Regions from separate parts of the Danio rerio genome. Here region 2 is linked to region 1. Evidence: chromatin contacts called from public Hi-C data. All regions are on one chromosome and are shown on one strand. Each heading gives the region's core, a stretch centred on a gene start, on an enhancer-like site or on the middle of the called end of the contact. The rest is flanking DNA. Distances are from core to core; before and after follow the strand shown. Region 1 overlaps strn3 (striatin, calmodulin binding protein 3). Region 2 overlaps strn3 (striatin, calmodulin binding protein 3).

Region 1 (3,094 bases), core at 90-2,589:
CACATTATGAAAGACCGACTGAATTTTTTTATAATGGTGAACCAGCCCTGGAAAATTACTCATATTCTTCCAATACATGTCATTACAATACAAAAGTTATCAAAGTGTGACGAAGCCTGTTAGAATGTCGTTATAATGAGCCATTAATTTCAGGAATAACTGACAAATTATGGGTGAGAGTTGAAAGTATGAGTGGATTTGAAATTTGATGCTGATTTTGCATCAAACTTTCAGCACACAAGAATCCTGAGTGAGATACCTTTCAGACACAATGTTTTTTGCTACATCAATGAAATTTTTTCGAAAAAAAGTTGGAGGAGAACATTTTGCAGGGTTTTGTCCCTGAATGAACAAATCAAGTGAGCTAATAACTCAATAATCTCTTCATTAAGACAGTCCTTTGCTTCAGGTCAAAATGAATCTGACATTTTGAACTAATCGCTTGAATTAATAACCCTCGCCTAAAAATCAAGATGTTACTTTATGGTCAAAATCACACACCAAAAACCAATAAGTGAAACAAAGAAGGTAATAACAAATACTTACATATGCCCTCTAAACGTGTATATAGGCTCCACATCAAAAGAGGCACTTCTGCAAAGCAAGTTAAAACTGTGTTTAGTGGTTTATTTAGAGCTGTTACAGATAAAAAACATTTTGAAATCAATGCGGCTATGTAAAACATTAATTCAAACTCAGGACATTGCTTTCCTTGGAAGGCCACTGCGAGCACTTACTTTTTGGCAGGAACGGTCTTGTGGAGGTTCCACAGTTTGAGCGTGTGATCTTCTGAGACTGTGACCAGCACCGGCTCTACAGGATGGAAAGCCAGGGCTCGCACTCCATCAAAGTGGCTACGCAGGGTATATTTGGGATTCCATGTCTTCCTGAATGCATCCTTATTGGCTGGCAGCTAAAAATAGGGGGGCATTTTAAAGGCATTGGAATAACTGTGAAATGATTGATTCATTAAGGATTGACAGTAAGAGAATAGGATAGCTGTCCTATCTGAGTACACAGCAAAGCACACCAGGCATGAACAACTGATGTTCTCTGTAACCTTTATACAGAATGAAACTAATATAGTACAAGACATTTGAGTAAACATGATGGGCTTTGTTTTGTGTAACAATTAACTGATAGTTAAACAATACTGCATTTAAAAATTAAGCAGGGGATCAGACAGTGTTTTTCAAGTCGATGCTATTATTTATTAATGCCAGTGTAAAGTATTATTAAAGCAGAGGAGCAGTCTGGGTACTTACATCATAGCTGTATTCAGCCTCGTCATTGGAAACAGTCAGATCGGCGAGGTCTCCCAGGCCCAGCACACTTTCCAACATGTCATCAGAACCCATGATAAAGGACTTGCCCCCACCAGGCGTGAATGGCAGAGGCTCAGCTAAGAATAGAAAATAGAAGAGAAGGGCCCAGTAAACAAGGCGCCACACCTTGGAGTGGAAAACGGGGCTTAAGCAATACAGTAATATGTTTTATAGCAGTTAACAGCTTAATAAATCTGTAAGCCACTGGTAAGAGGCAATTAGGGGTCGATTAGAGATAGATGAGATCCATTTCTTGTTACCCAGTGTTTTAACCTAACACTTTTGTCCACTTCCCTATTTTTTTGTGGTGAAGGTAATGGGTGGATATATCTATGGTCTTTTTATAATCTTTGGGAGTATGATCTACCATCCTCTAACAGTGTAAAATAAGCAAGCCAAGGGTACAATGGATAACAATAGAGAAAGTTGAAGCTTCCATTTTTCTGCCACTTTTGAAATGGTTAAAAGTAAAAAATAAAAAAAAAATAAAAAAAGCTAGCTTTGAGCATGCAATTGTAATGAGCTCAACAAAAAACAGAGCCTAACACAAAAATGGATTCTAAAGTGTCATTTACACAAATACAATTCTTTTTAAAACCAAGTTGTTACAGTTACATTGATGGCAGATCAATGATAAGGCGAAATAACCTACTGTAACATCTGCAATTATATAAAATAAATAAATGCAACATGCATGAAAACATACAAACCAAGTCTCCGATATGTTACTCATTAAAAAATAACGGCACACAGCATACATTTCCTTATTTGGGGTTCAAAAACAACACACAATATAGCCCAAAGTCAGTGCAGACCTCTCAACTGCATATTCAATCTTCACTAGCACATGTAGCCTCTGTTAGAAAGTAATTCCATCATTTAGAGTTCTTAATAGTTGAGAAGGCAATGATAATAGGTAAACATGGCAGTTTAAAAAAAAAAAAAAAAAGCTTCCTTTGTTTTCATTCACCTGGCTTGCACATGAGCTAGTGATGCTTCTCTGTAAACCAATAGCGTTCAGCTGTGCGTCTTGCTCCACCTTTTGTAACCCATTTGTTGTGATAGGTAACCTTCCAAAAGGGTACCTAAAAAGTGGTACGCTACGGTTTGCTCGTTGGTACTTTTTGACAGTGGAAATGGCCATAAAAGCATACCGAATCATACCGAATCATACCATACCGGACCGTAACAATCAGTGGAAATGAGCTGCTAGTATCCACACTACTTAATCATTTTTGACCAATAAAAACTTGCCCGGCTATCCACAATCACTTATTTTTACTGTGAACGTAAATATAAAAATAAAAAACATATTTACAAACTCTATTCAAGTAACATTCATATGTGGTTTGAAATGCTACTTAAATAACATTTCTTCTGGAAATCTGTTTTAGTTTGACCGTTCTTTCCCTTTTACTCATTTAACTTCCTTATGTCAGACACTGTTTGTAAAAAAAAAAAAAACATCCTTTTTTCTGAAGGACAATCTTGCTTGTACAAACCTGCTTGTACAATCTGTAGCCAAATATTCCTTACAAATTCTTTCTGAACAACTGCTTTAGAGAGGTTTATGTTTCCGGCTTAATTTACTTTAGAGGTGTTAGGTGCATGCATGTCTTATTAATGAAGCCGCAATGGGTGTGACGAATTAAAAGAAAGAATTATGATACACCTGGACCTGGAGTTAAAATGCTCACTTTGAAAAGGTAACTTTGCTTGCAAACTTTTGGAATGAAGAAACGTTCAGAAACAAAAGTCTGGGTTAATCA
Region 2 (3,502 bases), core at 645-3,144, 36 kb before region 1:
GGAACAGCCACTGGAGATGCCATTAACTTTGCTGTGCGGAGTCTCTTTAAACCCCGCTCAAGCTCCAACAGGAAGTTTCTCATCATCATCACTGATGGACAATCTTACGATGATGTGAGAGTTCCAGCTATGGCTGCCCAAAGAGAGGGTATGTATTTTACTCACACAAGGGCATCTAAACTATCTCCAGGAGAGCCTCTGTTCTAGCAGACTTTAGCTCCTACGCTTGAAAAGGGAATACATGTTTAGGATCACTAGAAATTTACAGGCAAGTATGTTGGAGCTGACATCTGTAGGACGATGCCTCTTTCAAGAGCACGATTGGGCATCTTTGAATTGGCATTTCCTCTAGAATCGGGTAGTCAAAGTGGACAGCCACAGCCCTGAAGGGTTCTGATCCAACTCTGATTAAATCTGACCTGTCTGCCATTTAGGAGGTTGGTTAAGGTTGGAGTGGAACTCTTCAGGACTGTACCTCATTATAACCGAACTTGGCCATCCCTGGTTTTGAAGGGGAACTGTCCTGCAATAAATGAAATAAAAATCTGCAGACTGCTGGTTCTCCACAAGCAAGATTGGGCAAATCAGTACTGACCGCAGGAGTGTCTAAAGCAGGGGTCACCAATCACAGTCGTGGAGGGTCGGTGTCCCTGCAGGTTTTAGCTCCAACTTGTCTCAACACACCTGCCTGGGTGTTTCAAGTATACCTAGTAAGACCTTAATTAGCTTGTTCAGGTGTTTTTGATTAGGGTTGGAGCTAAAATCTGCAGAACACCGGCCCTCCAGAAACAAGTTTGGTGACCCCTAGTCTAAACGTTCTTCAAGGACCATGGGTCTGCACAGTTAACTCTAACCTTAATAAAACACATCTGAAATAGTTAATCAATGTGCTTAGGCTCACTAGAAACCTCCTCGCAAGTGTGCTAAAGCTGGTTAAAGAGCTTGTTCTTCCTGGAGAAGTATTGGACAACCCTGATCTAAAACTAGGGATCCGTGGGGCTCTGAAGGTCCAGGGGGACCAACGAGATAAAAAATGTTAAAGTATAAGAAAGAGTTGCAAACAAATTCTAGCGTTTTTTTTTTTTTTTTTTTTTACTGTGAAGGGCCCTGAGGTGGTGCAGGTACTGGTGGGGGACCTCATGGTCAGCAAGGATTGACAATGAGTGATCTTGAACATTCAGGAGAAAAAAAACAAAGGTGATAATATGTCTAATGTCATCCTGACCGTGATATTTTCTTCTTTCTTCAACAGGAATCACTGTTTACGCAGTGGGTGTTGCTTGGGCTCCTATGGAAGATCTGAAGGCGATGGCGTCTGAGCCCAAGGAGAGCCATGTGTTTTTCACTCGCGAGTTCACCGGGTTGGGACAGTTCCAGCAGCCCATCGTCCGGGGCATCTGCAGGGACTTCACAGAGTTCAATTAGACAATTTTGAGATTTTCTTGAGTGCAAGAATATGAAGAAATTGAACAACAACAAAAAAAAAAAGGTGTCAGAGTAAATAAGAAAACCACGTTTGTCTTTAGATTTGTAGAAAAAGGGATTTGAACGGTTTTGATATAAAGGAATTGATATGTTTGATCCAAAGGTTTTTACAGCTTTTTTGAGAATGTATCACACAGTATTGTATGTCAACTTCTCTATATGTGGAGAATGTAATTATTTGTGATTTGTAGTCTTTCTCTTTATGTTTCTGTTGAAAAAAACCAACAACACATTCTTTCGCTGCTTCTGGCAAGCCTTTTTTCCTGTGGAGGGGTCACTGTAACAAAAGGCTCTTTTAGAATAATTTCAGAACTTGAAGATTCAATTCCAGTTTTGCAACAAGATGGTGAGCAAGAGCAGCCACGAAGATTATCAGTGAAGCAGCGCCCTCTAACGCATTCTGATGGCAGTACACAAAACAAAGCTTTCGTTCACATAGATCTGGGTTATATATGGTCCTTCCCAGGGGTACCACCAATATACATGCACTGTAATAATACATTCATCGCATTTTTGCAAAGAATCAAGTGTGTCTGTGTGTGAGAAGAGGATAATGGTTAAAAGTTAATGTGTTTACTATAAATATATCTATATTTTCCTTTTCTTAAATTATACTAATCTATTTATCGAGCCTATTTTCTGTGTACTTTTTAGATATGCATGCTTTACTGCCTCACAGAATGACAATAGATGCGAGGAGGGGCATCAAACTGCTTGTACATTTGTTTATAATTTATTACTTTCTTCTCAATAAAGGACAAGGTGTTTGTACAACTTGACCTGCTTAACATCCTCTTCTGCCCAGCCTCATCAGAAACCTCAGCATATTCAAGAAACACATGTATGACTTCATGTAGCAGGTGGTTTGTTCAATTTGCATCTCTCTGATTAGAAACACAATCTTTATTAAAACTGGCATCCTTCATTCGTCATCACCAATGACCTGGCAGTTCAAATTAAATGCAGACTTAATTATAGAGACAGGGGGCATGTTGCATATACAGATACACCATTTAATATTTATTATAGACATTTTATATACATTACTTTTCAACAGTTGTTTTGCTATGTGGTACAATCTTTAAAATCTGTTGATTCGTAGTAAATCAAAAACCTTACAAAACTCATCAAAACTCTTCAAACTGATCAGAACTTTTGGAAGACTAGAAAAAATACTTTATTTTTTAGTATTAATCATGCATTACACAAACAAAAAGTTCTTTTGTTACACCATAAACTGCATCGTTTCCTTTAAAAATTGATTGGGGGGCAGAAGGACCACAAAGCAAATGTTATTCAAATTCCAAATGTGACGTCGTCATTTAATCACCCCCGTGTCGTTTTAAACCAACATGAAGGTCTTTTCCACGGGAACAGACACACACAAAAGAAGGTATGTTTGCATCCTAAGTTTCAGGACATTTTTCAAAATAGCTTCTTTTATGTCGCACAGATGACAATCAGTCATATTGCTTTATAGAGACATGAAGGCGAGTAAACGACAACAGCATTTTCATTTAGAGGTGAACCATCCCTTTAACTTTAAAAACAGTTCTCACCTGATCTCCGGCATCGTGAGGTGATTTAAACGCCATTTTTAGCCAACTAAGAAACCGTGTTTTAAAAAGAGCTTTCACATTAATCTCACTTATCGAATGACCTGTTCCGTTTGGTTAGCAACAGCCCGACATTGTAGTCACCGTCGAGCTATGCGCTCTCAACAAAGGATAAGACTATCCACAGACTGAAAATAAATAGCGTTCGGATTTCTAACTTGTGATACTTCAACTCATTTTACAGTAAGGTGTACAGAAACATCACATAGTGACAGGATGCTGCAGTTTATTTGTAGATTCCTATAAGCTCTCATGTCACCACGCGCTGTGCTTCTACTGGCGTACAGTCTCTCCGTTACGTGATGATAAAACAACATTAAAGCAATGTAGTAAGTGTAAAGGAGAGCATTCATCCAGGCTTTCCGGATACACAAGACCTTCGTGAAGGAGAACCGCGGGAA

Evidence for each region. Hi-C and Micro-C count contacts between places; a contact is called where the count stands out from the background.
Region 2: a Hi-C map of embryo shows a contact between it and region 1, with 2.1 times the contacts expected there. The contact joins two enhancer-like sites. A contact is called at or near these places in 3 of 18 Hi-C or Micro-C datasets (caudal fin and embryo).

Annotation. Positions count from the first base shown.
Region 1 is chr17:30,206,871-30,209,964 of GRCz12tu, reverse strand. strn3 (striatin, calmodulin binding protein 3) reads right to left here. Exons shown (of 16, transcript NM_001013266.1): 8 at 1,266-1,402; 9 at 738-913; 10 at 547-594. Among named protein-coding and RNA genes, the nearest start is that of strn3, 23 kb to the right of the region's middle. Within about 2 kb of position 1,339, at least 4 of the 62 cell types and tissues checked have an H3K27ac peak or open chromatin away from gene starts, as enhancers often do.
Region 2 is chr17:30,243,048-30,246,549 of GRCz12tu, reverse strand. strn3 (striatin, calmodulin binding protein 3) reads right to left here. Exons shown (of 16, transcript NM_001013266.1): 16 at 2,478-3,502. coch (coagulation factor C homolog, cochlin (Limulus polyphemus)) reads left to right here. Exons shown (of 12, transcript NM_001003823.1): 11 at 1-148; 12 at 1,253-1,483. The coding sequence ends at 1,425. Among named protein-coding and RNA genes, the nearest start is that of coch, 5.9 kb to the left of the region's middle. Within about 2 kb of position 1,894, at least 14 of the 62 cell types and tissues checked have an H3K27ac peak or open chromatin away from gene starts, as enhancers often do.